Regions from separate parts of the Mus musculus genome. Here region 1 is linked to region 2. The links are chromatin contacts, called in public promoter capture Hi-C maps. All regions are on one chromosome and are shown on one strand. Each heading gives the region's core, a stretch centred on a gene start, on an enhancer-like site or on the middle of the called end of the contact. The rest is flanking DNA. Distances are from core to core; before and after follow the strand shown. Region 1 overlaps Stau1 (staufen double-stranded RNA binding protein 1). Region 2 overlaps Ncoa3 (nuclear receptor coactivator 3).

Region 1 (4,672 bases), core at 49-2,548, 900 kb before region 2:
TCTAGATATATAAGGCCCCCTGCATTGCCCACATGTGGCAACTGGAAATAACCCCACACTGGCAGATGGTCCTGGAGGAAGGAAACTGTTCTCACTGCCTCCCATTCTCTCCTAACATGACATCTAGGGTTATGTTAGCAAGTGATAAAGAAAAACTGGCGAATCAGTACTGCTTGGTGTCTTTTATTATTTAAAAATTTATTTTATTTTTTGCTGGGCCTAGGACTACATCTAGAGTGCTCTGTTATGCTCAGCAAGTGCATCTTTATTTCATCCCTGGCCTCTTGCCTGGTAAATTTTAGTGTTGCTCATGTGAGAATTTAAAGCTTCTCAAATAGTCTTGTTATGTCCCCCACACACATCCTGTGTCACTGAGGGGCAGTGGTGGACAGGCAGAGTTTGATAATTGGTGTCTTCCTCTTACAGTGTACCTTATTTTTTGAGACAGGCTCTCTTTTTGAACCTGGAGGTTGCTGGTTTGGCTAGACAGTCTGGTCAGCAAACCCCAGGGTTCCTCCTGCCTGGGATTATAAACCGCCACTGCCCTTGATTTTCTTATTTTTCTTCTCTTTTCTTTTTTTCTTTTTTTGTGGGTGCTGGGGATCAGATTCGGGTGTTGATGTTTGCAAGCACTGCTCACTACGCCACCTTCCCAGCCCCTACACTTTTTGGTCAGTTTTTGTTTTTTCCATTAATTTACTTTTTCATTTTACATCCCAATTGCTGCCCCCTGCTCCTGGTCTCCTCCAAGTCTCTCTCCCTACTTTCACATTTTAGCTGCTTATTTCAACCAGTCTTTGAGCTATTTGAGACTAGAATTTTGTGGGTAGGCTCAATGAAAGCCTGTTTTACTGTGAGCCTCTAAAGTCCTCACATATTTATGACCGGAGCTAGAAATGTTAGTGGGTCTGCTTTACAGAGCAGGAGCCAGAAAGGATCCTTTTGGGCCCCACCCTCTCTAATTTTAGGTACTCATTCTGCCTTAGGCTCTGCCGCTGTGACCCTGTTAGCATGGACTTTGTTTTAGCTCCTTTTCTGCTTGTGACCGATGGCTGCAGTTGGAAGTTAGGAGGAATAAACTGACTTGTTCTTGTCAGTGAGTAAACCACTCCAGACAAACTTTAGTAAGAATGGGAGGAGGGAGCCAGGGAGAGAGGGACATCTTTCTCAATTGGTAGCTGAAGAAAAAAAAGGGAACAAGGCTCAGCTGACTTCGGCACCCTTGCAGACTTTTGTGTCCACACTGGCAGCTTGTCTGCTGAGAGCTCTGCATTGAGGATGGTAGCCTCTGTTTTTGCCCCAAAGCAAACAAGATGGCACAACCTGCCACAATGGGGACTGGGGCGAGAGTGAGGTCATTTGAGCCACTCACTGTGGTGCTTCTTTGGGACTTTGTATCTCTTTGAGAGAAAATATGTCAGACTTTTCAAGTAACTTGCTTGCTCTGGTTTGTCCATGGGAGAGGCCTGATGGTAAAAGGCAATGAGGGTTACCCTGCCTGGGAACGGTTAATTTGCCAGTACATGCTGGAGGCCTGCCTGGTTGCCTGTTTCCATAAACACTGTCATTTCTAGCCTTCATTGATACTGTTTTATTCAAAGTACTTTTAACCTCCTTAAAACTTCCTCTGCTTTTTGATAGATGGCCGTGAATTTGTATAGAATTGTTCTACTGTGAGTCTCGCCTGTATGTATGTTTGTGTGCCATGTGTGTGCAGTGCCCTTGGAAGTCAGAATTAGACACTAGATCCCATGGAACTGGAGTTACACATGGCTGTGAGCTCCATGTGGGTGCTGGGCAACAAACCCATTCGTATGGAAGAGAAGCAAGTGCTGTTAGTCACTGAGCCAACTCTCCAGACCCCCACCTTTTGATTTTTGTTGCCGTTGCTGCTGTTTTGGGTATAGGGTTTCTGTAGCTTTGGTTGTCTGGTCCTAGGCCAGTTGTGTGGACCAGCTGGCCTGAATCTCACAGAGATTATCCGCCTCTGAGCCACCACATCTGATTTTTATTTTTAAATTGTTTTATGTGATGAGTGTATCTTGCTTATATACACCCCATGCATGCCTGGTGTCTGTGGAGGCCAGAAGAGGGTGCTGGATCTCCTGGACCTGTGGTTGCAGTGGTTTTGAGCTGCCATGTGGGCACTGGGAATAGAATCCAGGTCCTCAGCACAAACCAGGAGTCTGGTGACTGCTGAGCCCCTCCAGTCCACCCTGCCCCCCACTTTTGACTTAAAAAAGAAATTTGGCTTTGTAGTTTCTTCTAAGTTAAAAAATAAGAAGCTGGCAGTGGTGACATATACTTTTAATCCCAGCACTTGGGAAGCAGAGGCGGGCGGATTCCTGAGTCGAGTGAGGCCAGCCTGGTCTACAGAGTGAGTTCCAGGACAGCCAGGGCTACACAGAGAAACTCTATCCTAAGAAAGCACAAAAACCAAACAAAGCTAAGCAGGAATCTTGTGTGAGAGCCGTGTTGTCGTTCCCAGCAGCTTGCCTCTCTGCAGCGTGCTGGGCTCCTGTGCCCACCACTGGCACTGACATGGTCCCAGGGCAGGACAGGGTCTATTCAAGTCACTCGAGAATGTGGTTGATGCAGTGGTTTTCTGGCTTAGAGTCTGTAATTAGATGAAGCTCCTAATAAACCTTACTCAAACAGATCCCTGCTTTGTTCTAATTAGGAGAAAGAACCAGCAACAGTGAGAAATCCCTCCTGTCAGTCAAGTGAGGGGAAAGTTTGTCTCCTCAGTCTGCTGCCTTTAACAGCAGCAGTTCCTGGTGTCACTCTCCAGGTTGCTTTCAGCTTCTCACAGACTCGAGGCCAGAGGCCATTACCATGTCCTATAAATGTTAATAAGCATGACATATTGCCAGTTCTCTGTGCAAAATGAACACATATCGCATGGATATTGTAAGTCATTAAGTCACTGAAGGATCTGCAGGCCAGGACATGGCAAACCTACGAAGGAGCCCTAAGCCTTGTAACTGACAGTGTAATACATGTTGCACATGTGGCTTTGTTACCTGAGAGAGTGCCAGAATTGACTGCACTCAGCAGTCACTTTACCCCCTCTACAGTTTAGCTTTTTTCCTTTCTCTCACTACTTTTAGGTAGATCTTTAGATTTTGTAGCACTGACTTAGCTACACTGAAAGCTGTTTATCTGTAAGTTGTTCATTTTTGTTGAGTAGCCGTGTCCCACATTGAAGTGTGAGTTCCGGTTGCGTCTGCTGCTCTCTCTGGAGCCAGATACTGAACAAGAACTGGTTTCTGCTCTCAGTTCTTCTTCTCTCCATATCTGCAGTCAGACCTGCTCAAGGCCCTACATTACCTCCTCCAGTGCAGCTGCAGGGAAGGGTGAGCTCTAGTGCTCCTCGTTAGGCTCTGCTCCTCAACTGGCTGTCCCACCTGACAAGCATTCCAGAGGTGGTGGTGGGACCATTTACCTTTAGGAAGCAAATTGCCATATATACCTGTATATCCCAGAGAGGGAGGTCTGTTTGGATGTGGGGTAGACAGGCCTCAGTTGCAAGACCATTTAGAAGTCATGAGAAAGAGAAGTGGTTGCTGCTGTGATCTAACCCTTTCTGTTTCAGAGAGAAATGAACAGGAAATACCATTTGGGGTGGTCATTGTATCAAAGTTCTGCCTTTTAACAATGTTTTATACCAAGCAAGGGGTGGGTGGCCAGATTTACTACAAGACCAGTCATTAACAAATTCATTAATCTTTATTGAAGTTTTAAAATTTTTGTTTGTTTGTTTCTTGAGACAGGGTTTTTTTGTGTAGCTCAGGCTGTCCTGGAACTTGCTCTGTAGATCAGGTTGGACTCAAACTCAGAGATCTGTCTACTCTGTCTCCTGAATGGTGGGATTAAAGTTGTACACCACCACTGCACAGCCTTTTTTTTTTTTTTTTTGGTTTTTTTTTTGGTTTTTTGAGACAGGGTTTCGCTGTATAGCCCTGGTTGTCCTGGAACTCACTTTGTAGACCAGGCTGGCCTCGAACTCAGAAATCCGCTTGCCTCTGCCTCCCTAGTGCTGGGATTAAAGGCGTGTGCCTCTTCTTTCCTTTTCCTCCCCCTTCCCCTCCCCTCCCCTCCCCTCCCCTCCCCTCCCCTCCCCTCCCCTCTCCTTTCCTTTCCATATCCTCTCTGGTGGTGTTCTTAGTTTGCAGCACTGGGGATGGAAACCAGGACTTAATGTACCCTAGGTAAGGGTTGTCTCAGTAAACATCATTCCTAGTCCTTGTTCTTGCTCTTTGTAAGACATAATTAATCACTTCCTGGGTTACCGAATTTGGTTTTTTTGTTTTTTGTTTTCTTTTTTCAGTCCTTTCCACTTCAGTTTCCTTTCCAAGGAGAAAAATCCAAACTTACTTTGTGAATGAGTCAGCTGTCAGCAGGGTTTAGTTTGAGTTAAGTTTCTGTCTGAGCAAGGCCTGTCTCTCTGGGCTGAATCTGTCCATCCTCCCCTGTCCCCTGAGGGCTTGTGCAGACACAGGTTTTCTGGTGTTTGTACTGCTGAAAGGGGAGCTGTGGCTCAAGATAGAGATTTTCAAACTGCTAAGAATAGAGGTTCAATATACAAGTTCTAGAGAATTGCCTTTATGGTGTTTTGTTTTGTTTTTGTTTTATTTGTTTTTTGTTTTGTTTTGTTTTTTTGTTTTGTTTC
Region 2 (4,494 bases), core at 1,211-3,710:
GTAGCTATTGAGAAACTGTCTGTCTAGGGCATAATGACCATCAGTGATAGATGTCGTCTCAGACACCATCTTTACACAGCCCCTTTGGAGGGAGGAACAAAGTGATTTCCTCAATGGTGTTTAACACGCATTTTCCTTTTGGCATCTGAAAATGTAGGCAGTTTCAGCGTCGAAAATGGCCAGAAATGAAGAGACCTTCTTCCAAATCACTGTGAGTTGAAGAACCAGTTTGCAGACGAGCAGAGCTGGTTCTGACTTGCTAGTTTTGTTGCTGCTATTGTCTGGTTGTTCTTAGTACTGGCATTGAAGCCAGGAATTGATCATGCTAAGAGCTCTACACCAAACTCCACCCCAGCCTTAAGTGTCTCCTTTCCAGGGCTGGGTCTATCTTTATTACCCTCTCCTCCCCTGCTAAGATGGTATAAAGTCATAGCTGCTTTTCCTATAAGATAATGTGAATACATTTCATATTTCAAATTAACGCCAATCATAAGTTGCTGTTCTCTCTGTAAGTCTGGGGGCTTGAGCTATTATGTAGCGCTGAGAAGTACTACAGGTGACAGACACCTTGAAGGATGTGGCTGCAGAAGCGCTGACAGGGTGTGTCCCTCTCAGCAGAATGGCTGTCAAGGGCCATGTGCAGACTGCAGCAACCTGCACTTGACCTCATGTCTAAGGGGGTTAGGGGGTGGGGTGGGGAGAAGAGCCAATCGTTCCCCAAGGGGTCCAAATTCTTTGCCAGATTCTCTCAAAAGAGCAGTTCTTTTCCTTACGGCCTAAGTACTCCTTTGCATCAGCCACATCCTTGAGGCAACGCTTGCAGTGTGGGGCTGACTTAAATCCAGATAACACTGTAATCACAGGCTGATGTGCACTTTGTTCTGCAGGGGACAGCTATGGGAAGGTTGGGAAGGCTAAGCGGCCATAGAGAGAGGAACCTCCAAAACCAGGGGCCTCGTGTGGCTGCCCAGGCCATGCAAAAAACACCCGATTCCCAGAAGATGAATGTTGGAACTGGGAGACCTGACAGAAGGCAGGGCCTGCTCTTGGGACAGGAAATCCTGGAGGACAGCGCCTGGACTTTCCGATGCTCAGTTTCTTTGCCCTGCTTTGCTCTGGATCAAACCTCACTGGCTGCTCTGGGATGCGTGCTCACACCTGGAGTCTCTGCTCACCCTTTCAGAGGCTCACAAAGACAAAGGAACTAATTTCCATGGACACTTCCTCCAGAGATGGAAATTGCTGGGATTCGCCCACTCCTCCCCTGCACCCCTCCCCCAGTCATCTAGGGAAGCAAGCTTGTTTTAACCTTCTTACTCTTTGGAGAAAGCACGGACATCCCAGGTGCTGTCAACCTCACAGTCTTGACAAAGTCTATAGCACAAAACAGTACCATTCACCAGGCTGGTTGACCTGGCTGGCTCAGAAGCTGCCTTCACCACATACATGACCGCTCACACGTAACCAACACAGGGAATTGTAGGGGAATCTCACTAATATGAAATCCCGCTTTTCAAGAGTCGCGGTGTCAATAAACGCTGTGGCTAGGATCAAGGATAATCCCTTGAGCTTTCAGACATTTATTCCTGCCCGGGATTCGTTCCTTTGTTATCCATCCCAGAACTGATGTTTTTCTAAGGTACCGAAACCCCAAGTTGATGTGTGTCCTGTGTTTTAATGACATTGTATTTGTAAAGTTTTGTAGTATAAGTACCATCTTACAGTGTTCCTGCCCCCAGCCAATGTCTAGCTATTGGTATGAAAAAAAAAATCTTTGAATTTTTGTAAAAGGCTATCTTGGGACTTTTTTGCTCTTTATTATTATCATTTTTTTCTTGAAGCACTCAAGATGTTGTCGACCTTCAGCTGAGGGTTGGAGAAGCAGAGGGTAATACATTAATAGTAAACCTCTCCGATTCAAGGGACCTCATAGGTAAGTCTCACCAGCTTTGGGGCATCGATCTGTGAAGCAAAGCATCCAACTGCACCAACCCTTTGTTCATCCAGGTAGGGTAACCTGGTCAATATGGCTGCCAGAAAGCAGCTGTCAGAGCTTCGGAGGTGGGGGTGGAAATGTCAGCCCAACCCGACTCAGCAGAGGGGGCTCACATTTCTCTAAACCAGCAGTTTTCAAGCTGGGGCTCCAACGACCCTTTCACAGGGGTCCCTAAGGCCATCAGAGAGCACATTTAAATGTTACAGTTCACAACAGTAACGAAGTCACAGCTAAGAAGTAGCAACAGTAGCAGACCGGTGGCTGGGGAGCCCCACAGTATGAGGAACATAATTAAAGGGTTGCAGCAATAGGGATGCTGGAGAACCACTGGTCTAAACTATCCCACAGTTTTCCAGGCTCCCAGGAGAACGAACTGTTCCGACCTCGCAGACACAGTGTCCTCCTCACTCCTTATCCCGCTTTCACCCCTGCCCTGGGTGTGGAGAGAGGAAAAGCATGCGGAGGCGGAGGCTTAAATAGAAACCTTTATTTACAAGAGCATCCAGACAGTCGGCAAGGCATCCAAAGCTCACCCAACTGAGTCACCGAATGGTTTCCATTCCTTGCGGTGTAAAGAATGACACCATCTTAAGTGACACTTATATAAATGTGATTAACCCCAAATGTGTTCTCAGTGGTGTCGGTCAGTTCCTGAGAATTTACTGCTCTTGGAGTGACATTTCCGTCTTCTTCAGAACTCCTTATTTTCAAAAGAAGAGAAAAAGGGAGGAGGCAAGAGAAAAACAAAACACCGCCCTGTTTTTAATCGCCTGCACTGGAGGTAAACACACCTGTTGCTTCATGGCAGGGCCAGATTCGAGCTCACCTAGAGGTCTGCTCCTGGTAACACTCTACTGCAGATAGAAAGGGACTGGACTGGCGTGTTGTAAACTGGAAACTCTCTGCACAGTCCAGCTGCACCTACCCCTGAATCAAGCCAATTATGTGCCCTAGTACCCACTGCCTCTGGCCCCGACCCACCTCAGCATCTAATGCTGATGAACCGGGTAGGCCTGTTAATGACAGGGGCACAGTTTAGAGAGAAAGCGTTCTGATACCAACAGCAACAGTACAGCTTCATTTATTTTTGAAGAAACATGTTGCCTTAATATCATTTGGATCTTCATAAAATACATTTTTATTTATATATCTTTGGATTCAGCAAAAAAAAAAAAAAAAAAAAAAAAAAGGTAGGTACTGGAAATGTCCCCACATCATAAAAGCAGATGAAAAGAATACTTTTATACCATTTGCCCCAAGGACACCTAGGTTTAAAGAGGGGCCAGGGAGGAGTGGAGGCGAGGTAGGCAAGAAGAGTACAAAGAGAATGACCCAAAAAAGATTTAAGGACAATTCAGGTAAAAACAACAAATTATCTGAGAGGCTATTAAAAGGAAATCCGAATTTTGAACTGGCACCAATAAAAATCAGTAAGTAGAAAATATAAAAACATAATAAACTTCATTTGTCTCCCCATATAAAAAGGGGGTACCAACCAGTTGGCCTGGAGCTGGGGTGCTGAGGGCAGAATCAAGGTCTCTCCAAGTTAAGGGAAGAGCACCACTGTGGCCTACACCTAAGCATGGCGGGCTCACCGCGCCCAGCCAGATCGGGTGTCAGCGGCAAAACACAGCACACAATGGAAACGAGGACAGTGAGCTGATCATGACCAAAGCACGTTGAGAAGCCAAGTCCATCCACAGGTGCTTCTGGAAATGTGAGCTTCACTCACAGAGAGTTCAGAGAATGAAGCTGTGCTCCCTTGGGGGGGGGGGGGGCGGGGGGAGGTGGTTGGGGGTGGAGGACAACTGGCTAAACGTGTGACTCTTAAACATTGACTGGATCTCGGACAATGACACCAGGGCTGGTGGAGAAACAAAGCTACAGATGGTTTACTAACCTAATGCCATCTAACTGTTTGAACCTAAGGACCCAAATAAAGGCATTACACTTGGTTTCCCTACTTCACACTGACGAGGACAGGTGCCAAGAGGAGGCAGAGAGGTGGCAGGAGGGGCTGGCATGTGCCAAGGTGTCACTCTCACTCAGTGGCACTGGCAGGCCTGGTTCTGAGCTCAGCACCCTGATGCGGAGAGGTAGTAAGAGACCCTATGAGCTGAACCAGAGGAGAACTGGGCAGACACCAGACCACACACAGCAAGGGCCCGGGGCCTTTGACCTAAATGTGGGGCTCAGGTCCTAGTAACAGACATCGATCCTAAAATGATGAGTGGGCTACAGTTTTCCAAAATTATTATCATTTAATTTATGGACTGCTTAAAAAACACAAGATTCTTTTTAAAATCAATTTGCTTCGGTTTTGTTTTTAGACTCTTGGCGGTTTTCTGTTTTCGTTTAAAGCTCATTTCCCCATATCTATTCTTTCCCCACAAATTAACAAAGTGCGTAGTTCTCTGGTAAAGAAAATTTTTAAAAAATTTAAATGCCTACATCTAAACAAATGATCCCTTTAAAAAGCCTTTTTAAAGAGTGAGGCC

Evidence for each region. Capture Hi-C pulls out chosen DNA fragments and counts their contacts.
Region 1: a promoter capture Hi-C map of adipose tissue shows a contact between it and region 2. The contact joins two enhancer-like sites. A contact is called at or near these places in 3 of 9 other capture datasets (adipose tissue, embryonic stem cells and liver).

What each region holds. Positions count from the first base shown.
Region 1 is chr2:166,973,082-166,977,753 of GRCm38.p6, reverse strand. All of the region lies in intron 1 of Stau1 (staufen double-stranded RNA binding protein 1), which reads left to right. Among named protein-coding and RNA genes, the nearest start is that of Stau1, 21 kb to the left of the region's middle. Within about 2 kb of position 1,298, at least 77 of the 459 cell types and tissues checked have an H3K27ac peak or open chromatin away from gene starts, as enhancers often do. A contact at or near this core is called in adipose tissue, where this site is marked.
Region 2 is chr2:166,071,212-166,075,705 of GRCm38.p6, reverse strand. Ncoa3 (nuclear receptor coactivator 3) reads right to left here. Exons shown (of 23, transcript NM_008679.3): 23 at 2,464-4,494. Sulf2 (sulfatase 2) reads left to right here. Exons shown (of 21, transcript NM_028072.5): 20 at 158-211; 21 at 888-1,807. The coding sequence ends at 918. Among named protein-coding and RNA genes, the nearest start is that of Gm52534, 47 kb to the left of the region's middle. Within about 2 kb of position 2,460, at least 25 of the 459 cell types and tissues checked have an H3K27ac peak or open chromatin away from gene starts, as enhancers often do. A contact at or near this core is called in adipose tissue, where this site is marked.